Linked DNA regions of Mus musculus: region 1 is linked to region 2. A link is a contact called in public promoter capture Hi-C data. All regions are on one chromosome and are shown on one strand. The core of a region is the stretch at or near the end of the contact, and the rest is flanking DNA. Distances in the headings are between cores, read along the strand shown. Region 1 holds the start of Kcnab3 (potassium voltage-gated channel, shaker-related subfamily, beta member 3). Region 2 holds the start of Rangrf (RAN guanine nucleotide release factor).

The links. Capture Hi-C pulls out chosen DNA fragments and counts their contacts.
Region 1: a promoter capture Hi-C map of adipose tissue shows a contact between it and region 2. The contact joins the promoter of Kcnab3 here to the promoter of Rangrf in region 2. A contact is called at or near these places in 1 of 484 Hi-C or Micro-C datasets (CD4 T cells), 1 of 115 datasets of contacts at active chromatin or transcription factors (pancreatic cancer cells) and 2 of 9 other capture datasets (adipose tissue and liver).

What each region holds. Positions count from the first base shown.
Region 1 is chr11:69,322,474-69,329,343 of GRCm38.p6, forward strand. It overlaps Kcnab3 (potassium voltage-gated channel, shaker-related subfamily, beta member 3), which reads left to right and starts at 3,785. Exons shown (of 14, transcript NM_010599.4): 1 at 3,785-4,450; 2 at 5,647-5,690; 3 at 5,778-5,815; 4 at 6,036-6,115. The coding sequence starts at 4,209. It overlaps Trappc1 (trafficking protein particle complex 1), which reads left to right and starts at 1,513. Exons shown (of 5, transcript NM_001024206.2): 1 at 1,513-1,593; 2 at 1,685-1,783; 3 at 1,922-1,992; 4 at 2,351-2,489; 5 at 2,966-3,320. The coding sequence starts at 1,685. The coding sequence ends at 3,094. It overlaps Cntrob (centrobin, centrosomal BRCA2 interacting protein), which reads right to left and starts at 1,400. Exons shown (of 19, transcript NM_172560.3): 1 at 217-1,400. The coding sequence starts at 489.
Region 2 is chr11:68,970,821-68,977,461 of GRCm38.p6, forward strand. It overlaps Rangrf (RAN guanine nucleotide release factor), which reads right to left and starts at 3,035. Exons shown (of 5, transcript NM_021329.3): 1 at 2,822-3,035; 2 at 2,621-2,737; 3 at 2,297-2,453; 4 at 2,123-2,208; 5 at 1,664-1,921. The coding sequence starts at 2,898. The coding sequence ends at 1,801. It overlaps Slc25a35 (solute carrier family 25, member 35), which reads left to right. Exons shown (of 5, transcript NM_028048.2): 3 at 364-516; 4 at 849-983; 5 at 1,130-1,695. The coding sequence ends at 1,303. Gm32384 (a long non-coding RNA gene) reads right to left here. Exons shown (of 4, transcript XR_001780244.1): 4 at 6,184-6,221.

The DNA of each region.
Region 1 (6,870 bases), core at 2,535-5,034, 350 kb after region 2:
CAAAACCCTAGGAACCGTCATAACTTCCCAAATTATAGGTTTATGCCATTCCCTCAAAAGTATCTTCTGTGAGAAAAAAGCATGAAAGCCCTGTGTGCTTGGAGGAGATCGTTTAAATCTAATTAATAGACGCAAGCCACAGCAAAGCTAACCTGAAAGCCCAGGAACCTAATGCTTTCTAACACCCGAGAGATCTCCAAGACGCACCTCTCTCACCTTTTTCTTCAAGTTGTTTTCCAATCCAACGGACAAGCTGCGACTCAGTTCTTGAGCCAAGCTGTCTAAGCCCTCGTTAGGAGGTGAGGAGGTGGGAGCTAGATACAGCTGGGCCCGGGCCGTGGCCTCAGCTTGGCGGCTGAGATGCAAAGAAGTATACAGTTGGGAGGTCACCTCGGAGGACACCTGGTTCAACCCAGGAGGCTCTGACGAATCGCTCAGGAGGTCCTCAGGTCGGAGAGGAGAACTGGGACTGGGGGCTGCTGTCGCCATGTACAGTGAAGAGACAACTGGACTCAGCAGGGGACTGGGAACTCCTGCCTCAGTTCTGAGAGGGGTCCAAACTTGTGGATAAGTTCACAAAGAAGAAAGATTTGGAAGGGAGGAAGACACTTTGGGTCCTCAACAAATGAGCTTTCTGGTTAGAGGAGTGTCCACTGACTCCAGAGACCATGGAGAGGGCAAACACATTCTTTCTCCCAACTCCTGGGAACGGTTAAAAGCGGATGTGCAAGGCAGAAAGTCAGGGGAATGGTCAGAAGACCTGCATGCAGGGAGACAGAACCGCTGCAGTTCCTTCCTCCTAACTAGGGTCCTGGAAATTGCAAATCAGTTTCGGCACGGGTTAACCATGGTTAGCTTTTTTTTTTCCCCACACTCAAAATGTGCAAACTGAAACAGACCTCAAACCAAAGCTGGCCCAATGTATGTCCCCCAATTGGTTTTAGTGAAGAAAGAGGCAAGACTTCAATGCCACAACACCCCCGTTTCGCCCTTTCTTCACCTGTCCCACCCAGAGTCGACTTCCTCGGATTTCCCCTCTAATCCTTCCTGATAAAAAAAAAGCCACAGCAGAGGTCCATAGAATTCCTCCCTATCCCACCCTAAGAAATCTCAATAAAAGGGGCGCGCGCGCGCACAGACATACACCCGGCAACCAGCCGCCTGGTATTCTCTACCGCAACCACCTGGCTCCGACTACTCTGAGCATGTCGGCCCTGGTTTCCCAAGATGAGGAGGACTGTCCCCCAAGCCCCATAACCTCCACAGAGAAAGACCAAAGGCCAACCTCCCTAGCGCGACACTAGCTTGCAAAACCGTTGGCAGCCTCCCGCCCACCGCTTGCAATCCCGCCTCCAACCGAATTACGTCACCCGCCCGCGAGACCAAGCTCCCCGCACATCACTGGGCTTCAGAGGCCCGGGAACGTGGGCACGCATGCGCGCGGCATCGGCGACCACGGATTGGCTTCAGGAGGGAGGCGGAGTCTAGTAAGACTATCGGGGCGGAGTTAAGGGTTCTTGAGGTTGCCGCTTACGACCCAGCTGGGCTTTATAAACCGGAAGTAGCTTGTCACCCTCTTTCAGAGCAATTCCGGTGAGTCCGGGGGTGGGGTTCCCACCTGGCTGAAGAATCAGGTTCTAGAGAGTTGGGTACCAGCCACTGAGCGAGGCTCTTTATCTTGCAGATGACTGTCCACAATCTGTACCTTTTTGACCGGAATGGAGTGTGTCTACACTACAGCGAGTGGCACCGCAAGAAGCAAGCAGGGATCCCTAAGGAAGAGGTGATCGGAGGGTCCCAGCGAATCCCCAAATGCACATAGTCCCAGTCCAGTCCTCTTCCTCCAAATCCCAAGTCCTTCCTATTCCCATCCTGTCCCCCCTCCATAACCGAGATCTAATTCTACCACCTCTCCCTCCAGGAGTACAAGCTGATGTATGGAATGCTCTTCTCCATTCGTTCGTTTGTCAGCAAGATGTCCCCGCTAGACATGTACGGTGGTTTTAGAGGGGTGTTGAAGGGAGGGCTAGCTAGCCAGCCTTGGGAACAGGAGATATTGTTTTGGAATGGAAGTGGCGTGTGGCCCCAAAGAGGGGAGGGTGTGTTTTAGAGAGGCTGAATCTGGATCGAGAATCTTGAAGCTGGCAGGAGCGGATACAGGAATGGTCTGAAAGTGGGGAGAGAGTGAAGGCAGTTGCAATTACATCGGGGGTGGGGATGACCGGAGGTGTTTTTACTCAATGAACCTGCTACAAACTATCTATATGAATAGGAAGGAGTTGACCTTGAGGGCATCACAAATATTTCTTTGGGAGTGATTTCACTCCTGTCTGAATACTCATTTCTGCAGGAAGGATGGCTTTCTGTCTTTCCAAACTAGCCGTTACAAACTCCATTACTACGAGACTCCCACTGGAATCAAGGTTGTCATGAATACTGACTTGGGCGTGGGCCCTATCCGAGATGTTCTACACCATATCTACAGTGCGGTCAGTGTCAGTAGAGGAACCCTTTTCCTCCTAGAGCCCTAGGAGTCCCTCGGGTTTTCTGCCCTTATCCTTCTGTATCACATCCCTGTTGAACTCAGTTTTCTCCAGAGCCTTTAGCTCCTTAAACAGTAATAGCTTCTCTAAGGGAGAGCTTGTGCAGGTTTTTGGGTTTTTTTTTTATAAATGATGTATTTCTTATTTTAATTATATGTATTGTGTAGAGGGTATGTGTGCACATGAGCACAAGTGTCTGTGGAGGACAGATCCTCTGGAGAATTACAGGCAGTTGTGAGCTGACCAACATGGGTGCTAGGCTCTGACTAACCTCTGCAAAAGCAGTAGTATGCTTTCTTAATTCCTGAGCTCTCTCCACCCCAACCCCACCCGTGTATTCTTATATTCTCGAGATTACACCATGTTTGAGATTGAAAATGAAAAGTGTCTCACATCAGGCTCACACACCCTCCTTTTCGCAGCTGTATGTGGAGTTTGTTGTGAAGAATCCTCTGTGCCCGCTGGGACAAACTGTGCAAAGTGAGCTCTTTCGATCCCGGCTAGACTCCTATGTCCGATCTTTGCCCTTCTTCTCTGCCAGAGCTGGCTGAAACATCTACCTCACCCCTCAGAAGAACCTGTGACTGCCTGGGCCCATCTCACTTGTTACATTGAGAGCCCTTCCATCTACCTGTCTCCGAGAGCTTTCCCCCGAAGGCCTACCACCCACTGCCTTCAAGTCATAAGAATGAAGCTCACAGGAGTCTACGCCAGTTTTATCCCTGCTTGACTCTGTGAGAAACACAGAATAAACTGAATAAACTTTTTGTCACCCTCTGCTGCCTGAGTGTGAGTTCCTGTGGCCCCTCCCAGTGTGACTCACACAAAAATGAGAACTAGGGTAGCCACACATCCCTGAAGCCTATAAAGAGGTTTTCCCAGCAGATTTCTCTCGAGCTGGATACTTTGTTGTGTTTTAGAATTTTAGCAGCAACCTTTGCTACCACTTGATAGATGTAGTACACACATCCTGTCTTACCTTTAGCTGTGACAATGTCTCCAAATCTAGTTTTCTCGGGGAACAAAAAACGCCCTCTCGAGTGCACACCACTGACCGGAATGAAAGCGGACACGATTCAAGTACAGAAAGTGAGAACCCCGTTCCTAAAACGGGATGTTCTGGGCAAGGCACACTGATTATTTAAGTTCTGGAGCTTCTGCAGGCGGAGCTTATGCAGATGAGCAGCGTGTTCTACTCAGAGGCAGGCGGCTCCATGCAGATGAAGGGGCGTGGCCTGAATGTTAATGAGCTGGGCTTGCTGCCGACGCGGCTGGGAGCACAGCGGTCCCGCAGCGGTTCCAGCTGAAGTGGCACCCGTCTTTTGCTACCCCTTGTTCCTGGGTAGCTATCCTTGAAGACCGTCCTCGACTTTTCTTTATCCTTACCCGTTTATCCTCCCAATCCCTTCATCACAGCTCCCAGCACCCGAATACCCACCACTCCGGGCGACCCCACGGTTTTCCTTTCCCACCGCAAGACCCGCGACCTCCAACAGCCCGCCCCCGCGGGCCCGATCCCGTTTGGCGGCTCTAGCTGCAGCCTTCTCAGCCTTCCCGCTCTCCCTGCGATCGCGCTATTACCACCACACCGGTGTCTGCCCTCGGACTTCCCGGCTCCCTCCTCCCGCTCCCTCGGAGCCCCCTCCCCCGCCCTGGCCATCCGGCATGCAGGTGTCTATCGCGTGTACCGAGCAGAACCTTCGCAGCCGGAGCAGTGAGGACCGTCTCTGTGGACCCCGGCCCGGTCCTGGGGGCGGTAATGGAGGGCCAGTGGGCGGAGGGCATGGGAACCCTCCGGGGGGTGGAGGACCGAGCTCGAAGTCACGAGCTGCAGTGGTCCCTAGACCCCCAGCACCTGCTGGGGCCCTTCGAGAGAGCACCGGCCGAGGCACTGGCATGAAATACAGGTATGGGGTGGCCGGGCAGCCTATCCATATGCTCCTCTTTTGGGACCCCTGAGGCTTTCTGGGTTAGCCGCCTAAGACCCCTTCAAACTTAGCTTAAAGGTCTGGCTCACCCCCCCCTCTTCTCTCTCACACGCACTCACTCTCTTCCTCTGTTAGTTCCCCCAACTTTGAAATCAAGTTTACCAAGGTTGACAGAGTCCTGTCATACCTAAACGATGCCCCTGAGTTGTCCTCCTTACCCGTAAAAAAGCGGGGAACGCCTGGATCTCCAGGCTGCTCCCCCCACCCCCTCCAATGGAGTGTCCTTGGGTTGGCGTCCTGGGGAGAGGAGGGAGGGAAACAGCATCTCACTCTGGCCGGTTGGGGCGCCTGACCCAGATATTGCCCCCACCAGCCCCGAAGCCAGTCTCCCTCAACCTTTCCAGGGTAGGATCAGGGCCCTAGAGAGGGAAGGGACATTTGAAAGGATGGACCACATCTTTCGCCCTCATGCTGTAAGACAAGAGTTGGCGGGAAGGGTTGTGAAAATTTTACTTTTAACTCAGAGGACTACCGGCCAGAGACTCTCAGAAGGAGGGTGGGGAGCACTTTTGCTTGGGAATGAGCTGAGGTCATTAATGTGACCCACCTTTGTCCTCCGAAGTATCCAATCTTCTCCCTGTAGCAGCCCTGACTAGGAAGTAGGGCTGTTTAATCTGTGCCTTGGAAAAAGAAGGAGGGTCTCTAGTTCAATCTCAGAGGTCAATGAAGAGAGGAAGAGAGAGAGCTGGACTTTCCTGTCAAAGCCCCCCCCATCCCTGCTGCTGCCTTTACTGACCTCATCAACGTGCCTGAGTTGGTTTACATGTCACCACAATCAGCCACATTTTTCAAATCCCACTACTCCACGCATCACAGAGACGACTCAGACACAGGCAGGACCTCACCCAGGAAGAGGAAACCAGAAGGCAGAGATAATAGGAGGGAACGGAGGCACTGAACAGTGGCTCTAGGGTCAATCGCCTTTGTTCACTTGTTCTTTCAACAATATTCCTAGGGCCTCTGCTATGGGATAGCACTGTCCGCCCCATCAGCCCACTGGGTTTGGTTTCTTTGGACTGAGACCCTTGAGGGCTTGGAAGGACAGGAGCTGGGGACTGATAATCCAAGTCCCCAGTGGAGGCTTCATCCTTTCCTGCTGCTTCTGTATCCTGCAGGAACCTAGGGAAGTCTGGGCTCCGGGTGTCCTGTCTTGGCCTTGGTGAGTTAGAACAGAAACTGAGGAAAAGGGGCACGATTTTACGGCCTGTCTCCCACAGTTCTCACGGGTCTGAATTCTCTCTTGCAGGTACCTGGGTCACGTTTGGCTCTCAGATCTCAGATGAGGTATATGTGATGGGACCTAGAAACAGGGTCCAGGTGGTTGTGGCGAGGGAATAAGAAAAGGATTTGGATGAGCCTGGGGGCAGGGTAAAGGACCTGAAGCTAGAGGATGAGCAAAGGAGAGAAAATGTGGGGACCAGGGCTGAAGTGCTGTGGGTTAAGATGCAGGCAGGGAAGTCACTAAGGGCAACCGTTCATCTTCAACTTTTTCTCGCCTCCCTAGACAGCAGAAGATCTCCTGACAGTTGCCTATGAGCACGGCGTAAACCTGTTTGACACTGCTGAAGTGTACGCGGCAGGAAAGTAAGAACTGGGGTGAAAGAGTAAAGTTATATTTGGAAGGCAGCTTGAGAGAACATCAGGGATTCTTGTTTCCCTCTTTGAAGAGAGAGACCTGGGAATTCTGGGAACAATAAAGTTCCAACTTTTCAGGCTAGTAGACACCCTGTGTATTGTGGGAGTTGTAGTTCCCACAATGCTTTCCCCTCTGGATTAGAGGTCATTAGACATTACTGTGCAGTCACATTCAAATAAAACCAACAAATTTATCCTGAAGCTGTATTTTCAAACACAGCACATCACATCCCATGCCTATGGCCTTACGTTGGGAGCAGCCGAAGTCTACATTGCCTACTCTGCCTCTTTATTTGATAAACATTCTTCTTCAAGACTTAGCTCAGGGTCAGCTCCTCCAAGAAACCTTTACCCAACTGCCCAGAATTGGTCATGACCATCGAGCACCCGTGACAATCGGTACTACTTTCTGACATTAAGTAAATGTCTGCTTCATACAAGTATATTTGCTGCTCAACTCAGAGCCTTCCCACCTCCCTGGAGCTTCTCTTCTCAGGAACCTTCATAGAGACCAGCAAAACACATGCACTGTTTCTGGGAAGAGGTCAACATAAGCTTGAAAAACATAGAGTCTAGGAGATTATACAAACAAGGGACATAGGAAAGATCCAGCGTTATACCATGGTTCAATAATTTCAGACTTGTCACAGCCCATAATCATGTACTAACAGAACTCTATAGGCTGGGCATGATGGCACTCACCT
Region 2 (6,641 bases), core at 1,785-4,284:
ACCATCTCCCCCCATTTTTCCCTAACTTTCTGCCTATAGCTGGCAGCTCCATCTAGCCACTGCTTTGCCCGACCCCATCAAGCCCCGCTCGGTCAGACCCTAGAGCCCGTCCTCACCCTCATATCCCTTGTGCCTCAACTCTCCTGCACCTGTTTATCCTGCCCCGTTCTCTTGACCTGCTGAGGTCCTCCATTCCATACCTCCAGCCTGAACTCTGGGTTGGTGAGTATCAGCAGACACCTGAGGGCCCCTACACTGGACTTGCTGTCTGGACAACAGGTGCATAGCACTTGTCAGCTTTAGCAGGAGGCAGTCGCTGATGCTGGGGTGACTGAACCTCAACCACATGGTCTTCCCCCCCAGGGCATGTTTCAGGCACTAACCGAGATTGGCCAGAAACATGGTCTAGTGGGGTTGTGGCGTGGGGCCGTGGGCGGCCTGCCCAGAGTTGTCATCGGCTCCTCTACCCAGCTGTGCACCTTCTCATCTATCAAGGACCTCTTGAGCCAGTGGGAGGTACTTCCTGGGAACGGGTGGGGCCATCCCTGGAATGGGAAACAAGGGTGGAAAAAGGGAGGTGGGCCCTGGTTCAAAAGTGAGGGAGCTATAGGAGGACTCGAGGATCAGTGATCCCTTAGGATGCTGCCATCATCTCCTAACAGAAGGGGTACCTGAGCCCTCTGGACACTCCTTCAGTTATCACTGTGTTATCTCTGATGGTATGGAAGCTCCCAGAATTACCAGTTGTGTTCCCAGGGCAGTGCTCATCCTGCCCTAAAGTTAAACAACTGTGTGGTTGATAAAAAAAAAAAAAAAAACAAACCAAACAAACTTTATCTTTCTTATAGATCTTCCCTCCCCAGAGCTGGAAGGTGGCTCTGGCCGCTGCCATGGTGAGTGGTGTCGCCATAGTCGTGGCAATGACACCCTTTGATGTAGCCAGCACAAGACTTTATAACCAACCCACTGATACTCGAGGCAAGGTAAGGAAGTACTGCAGGGTCCAGGCTGACAGGGAGAGCTGGGGGTGGGCAAGCAGATCCTCAGATGCTGCCTGGAAAGGTGTCTGGCCCCGGCGGGCTCTGACATGCACCTCCTGTGCTCTCCCTTCCTCTCTGACGTGCTCCAGGGCCTCATGTACCGGGGGATCTTGGACGCTCTGCTGCAGACAGCGCGGACAGAGGGCTTTTTTGGCATGTACAAGGGTATAGGTGCCTCCTATTTTCGCCTCGGCCCCCACACTATTCTCTCCCTCTTCTTCTGGGATCAGCTGCGCTCCTTTTACAACACATATGCTAAATAACAATCACTCTCTTGTAACTCCAGATCAACACTCTTTGGGCACCTCTGCCTCTACTTCCTATCACAGTGACTGCTGACAGATTGACCTCTCAATGCCCCTAAGGGGGACAGCCACGCCCACTCCTCTGTTCTCCTAGGGTTGAGTCACTGAGTGGGTCTTGCTTTAAATTTTTCCACAAATCCCCCGATATATTTCATACCCATCTCAGGGTTGAATCAGTCACTCCAAAGTATATTTCTACTGCCATTCTTGGGTTCCCCCCAACTCCCTGCTCCTATACACAGCTTTAACTCCCCCCCCTTCCAAGACCAAAGGGAACTGGGAGACCCAGGTGTCCTCTTAGATTTGAAGGCACAGAAATTATGTTCTTCATAAAGCAAGTTTATTTCTGCAGAGGAAGTGTCTTATGTTTACATCCAGGGAAGAAGCAGAAAGAAACTCCCCCTCTCAGAACTGGGTCCCCGAGTCCTCAGTAGCACGTTGTGTCTCAACGATCTTTACTGGGGACCAAAGAGGTTGGGATCATGAAGAGTCAAACTAGTTACCAGCTGTTCAAAGTTACTCAGGCTCCAAGGTGGACATGACAGATTTTCAGGGCCAAGAGACCTGCTGTGACACCTTAGGGTAAGGGAATAGAGGGAGAAGGAAAATGGTCCGGCTTGAGGTTTGCAAGATCACACTTCCTATCCCCCAGAAGACCTGACCCTCCTCCCCCAAAGCCTGTGGCTTATTTCTGCTTCCTTGAAGGAATTTGACCCACCCAACTTAATTGTCGTGGGGACCCAATTGGGAGGTTCCCACCCGCTCTTTCGTCCTTACGGGGGCTGATTGAAGGTGAGCAAAAGATCAGTCTGATACTGGGGCAGCCGCAGCAAGGCCTGATGCAGTGTGACATCCTTTGCTACCTAAAGGGATCAGAATCAGCATGCTTACCAGGATACCTGGAGTTATCCCTCCCCGACTCCAGGGCGTCCCATTCGCCATAGCCCTCACCTGCTGGTTTTCTTTAGCTACCTGCTGCTTGCCAGAAAGGGACCAGGCATCCTGACAGCAGCCTCTCAGGGATAAGTTCTCCAAACAGAGAGGCTGCACAGATAGCACGTGCACAGCCCTAGCCCCCTGCACCCGGCCAACGTCCTCAAAATGGTACCTGGCATGGGAGGAACAGTGGTAAGGAGGAGCATGTCTGAATAACCCAGCCCCACCCTCGAGCCTGGTCTGCTATTGCCCTTGGGAGTTTTCGTCCTGAATAACCGTCCAGCCACAGACCCCGCCCACTTTCTCGGCTCCCGGCCTCCCGTTGGCTAGCTTTCTCACCGCGCAGCCGCTTCGCCCTGCACGTGGGCCTGCAGCTCCAGAAGTTCTATGATCAGACTCTGGTCGGTCACAGGATGGCAGAAAACTTCTTGGTTGTCTGGCACCGGTCGGAGGTCACTGGAGAGGGACAGGGAACCCTCTTGTCTCTGGCTTTTTCCCATAACCCACCCGATCGGCCTCCGGGGAGGCTGGCTTTCTCACCTCACATCAATGGCCCCTGTAGGGAGGATGGCGGAGAAGGCGCCTCCGAACAGTGGACAGTTTCTGTTGGGCTCCATAGATCTAGTACTTGAGTCTGGACATTAGCGAGGTTTTAAAGAAACCTACATGAGCCTTTGAGACATCATTTCCCCTGGTGTTCCCGGAGCACCCACTACCTCCTCCCGTCCTACTAAGCAATGGGACCTTTAAGATCTGGTCACGCCCTGCGAGCACGCTGACCAATCGGCGCCCGCGCTTCGGGGGCGGGGCTATCCTTGGGGGCTAGTCTCTGAAGCCCGGCTCTTTGGAAAGACCCAGGACCGCTGGGGTCTGCTTTGCAGTTGTACTTGAGTTTAGGGTTGGTGATGCTAGTGATGGGTTAATCCCTCGTGCCCACTTGCTCCTTCATTGTAAAGGAGTTATACCTTCTAAGAAGGTCACTTGAGACCGCCCTTAAGGACAGTTGTTCAGTTAAAGGGCGGGTTGTGGGACCACTTGACTCCAGTGGAGCGACAACCAGACCACTAACTCCAGGATCTAATGCTGGGACTTGGGGAAACAACAGGCCCAGGTGTGGGTCTAGGTTAAGATTCAGACCTCAAGCCTTGATACCTAACCCGAGGATTACGGTTCTAATCCCCTCAAATCTTCCCCTAGGGAGGGCAAGGGGAAGCTCTCTCCCACACCTGAGCCAAAGCACAGATTAAACTATTGTTTTTCCTTTACGGATTTTTAGAGTGTTCTTTTTAAGTATTTGTTCAACTTTTATCCTCCCAGTTAATTTCTCCATTCATCCTTGATCTCTTGCACCTGGCAAAGTGTTTGGCACATAATAGGCCTGGTGGTATACTGCTGCACTGCGGGATGAATCTAGATGCCTGGAGTCCATGAGGCCACCCATGCTCTCATGGATTTTACACCCAGCTGAGAACCGGGCAAAGAGGTTGATTCTCACCTCGACCAATGAACCCTCATAATTTACTGAATTGGAGGCAAGGGTCACGTGCCTCAGAGTGCAGCTCATTTCCTTCGTGAGCCTGACAATACAAAAGTCCACCTCGCCAAGGTGTAAAAGTACCAGTGGAACTCGCTTTGCGTCTTGAAGTTTGATTTACAGAGCTCTTGGGGGCATCCTAGAGATGTTCTAGCCGGGACATAGGTGTAGAAACTTAGCACAGTGTGTACTCTAGGAAATGCAAATATGCAAGGGGGAGGGCAGGCAGATGGAGTCAGGGAGTTGTGAAGATGGTTAAGGATGGAGGATTTTGCTTGTCCACTTACTGTTTGCAATGCTAGGGATTGAGCCCAGGGGCCTCTACCATTAGATTCTCTCTCTCCTTCTCCCTCTCCCTCCCTCCCGTAACTGAACCTTAGCCTCTTAAGTGTACTCAGTATGTGCCCCCACCCCGGCTATCCTGGAACTCACTCTGTAGACCAGGCTGGAGTCGAATTCAGAAATTCTGCCTGCCTCTGCCTCCCGAGTGCTGGGATTAAAGGCGTGCGGTGACTCCTTCTTACTGTAGGCATCTGGCTTCTCTCTGAACTTTTCCTCATCTCTAAAGCACTGTTAGGAGTGAAGTGTGGCCACGTGTGGTGGCTCACGCCACATGGCACATCCAGCACTGAAGAGACAAAAGCAGTCAGATCTGTAGTTTGAGACCAGCCTGTTTCTTGTTTCTACATAGTGAGTTGCAGGTCAGCTAGGGTTATATATTGAGACCCTTCCTCAGGCAAGAGAAGGAGGGAGGGAGGGAGGGAGAGAAGAGACAAGATGTGGGTGTGCTTGATCAATCTGTTTCGGGGGGGGGTATCCTGTAACTAGTTTACTCTGTAAGAGAAGGGGTGCAGCCCCCATGGAATAGAAGGAGCTGGCCATGAACGTCTCTCCATGTAGACCTTTCTGTCTCTCCTCCTCACCAGGAGCAACAACAGCTTGAATAGCTTTGTACACAGTCAGGCAGATCAGAAATCCTTGGGTAGGGACCTCCAAGGACATAAATGCTATTAACAAGTTCATAACACTAAGTACCAGGAATGGAGCCCTGTAATGAGCCAGAGGGAGGAGAAAGTTTCTTCAGCTTTCCTCTTAGGATTTCCTGGCGCACCTCAAGTTCTGCAGTGGACTAAGATAGCTGGAGACCTCAGCTTTCTCCAGTCTCTGGGTTCTTGGGATATGACAAGGGTGGGGAGCAGAGATGTGCCAAGGCCCAGGGCCAGATCTCTCCTTGGAGGGTGGGGTGGAAGACCAGCTTGTCTTGGCAGATCTCTATATCCCCACTGTTGATTCACCATCCCTCCCTTGGTATCTGCCATCTCTTGTGCTCTTCTCAATGCTGACACCTCAGGGTGTTCAACCTCAAACTCCTGAAGAAACTGGAGCTGTCTGGGTCAGTTTGTTGTCATTTGATCTGAAAGAACCTATTTGGCAAGCTCTCCTACTTGCATCTTCCCGGAAGCCAGAGTCCAGTGAAAACTGGTCCAGCTGCAGCTAGGGCAGGTGTCATGGACAAGTCTCAGATGGCACACATCTGTCCTTCTCATTGTGTGAGTGTCTCCAGCTCTCAGTCTGCTGGGGACAGCCAACCTACAACTGGAACAGGTTTGGTTTGGTGCTCTGGGATGGTCCTTGCCCTTTGAAAGAACCAAAAGACAGGCTTGGAGGGACCTGGCGAGATAGCTCAGCAGTTAAGAGCACATGTTACTCTTGTAGCGGACCTGGGTTCAATTCCCAGCACTTACGCGGTGGCTCACAATCATCTGCAACTCTAGTTCCAGGGTATTTGCCCACTTCTGACCTTCACAGACACCAGATAGACCAGATGGAGAGCATCGGTGCAGGCTCATAAAATTAAATATATAAATCTAAATGGGGGAAAACAAAGACTGCCCTGGCCCCCAGAGACACAGCAAATCAGTGCCAAGCATCCCTTTATGGAAGAGTTAAGGCAACATAGTTCCTGTATGCAGCAGCTTCAAGCCTTCAGCCCTGCCATGAGTCTCTTTGAAATGTTGGTGAAGGTCATGAATATTCACTCAGAAAAATGTTTGTACATTATGGAATAAAGTGCATAAGAACACAAGAGAAACTAGCTTGTTTTGTTTGTTTGTTTGTTATTATGGAGTCTTGGATGGCCTGAAACTTGATATGTAGATCAGGCTGGCTCTAAACATAGAGATGTTTGTCCTTGAATGTATGTGCACTCTGTGTGCGTGCCTGCGTGTGTGCCTGCGTGTGTGTGTGTGTGTGTGTGTGTGTGTGTGTGTATGTGTGTGTGTGTGTGTGTGTGTGTGTGTGTGTGTTACTTACGGGGTTCAGAAGAGGGTGTTGGATTCCATTGGAACTGGAGTTAGGGATGGTTGTGAACCATCATGGAGGTTCTGGGAACCAAACCTGAATCCTCTGTAAAAGCAACAAGTATTCAGTTATCTTTCCTAAATTTTACTTGATGTGTATGAGGCTTTTATTTACAAGTACCAAACTGTATGTATGGCCTGTATGTATTCCCAGAGGGAATCAGAACCTCTCAAACCAGAGGCACAGACCACCATGTGGGATGCTGTTGAACCGGGTCTTCTGCAACATCATTGATTGCCATCGGTAAGCCATCCCTCGGCCTCCTGGTTCTGTTTGAGACTGGGTCTTACTATGTGGTCCAATCTGGCCTTGAATTTGAATTTGTAGTAGTACCTCAGCCTCCCAAGTGCTAGAATTTCAGGCATGCTACCATGCCTCACTAAAAATAAAAGTATATTATTATCCTTTTAAAGGATATATTTATTTTGCTAGGCATAATCGTATACACCTTTAATCCCAGAACTC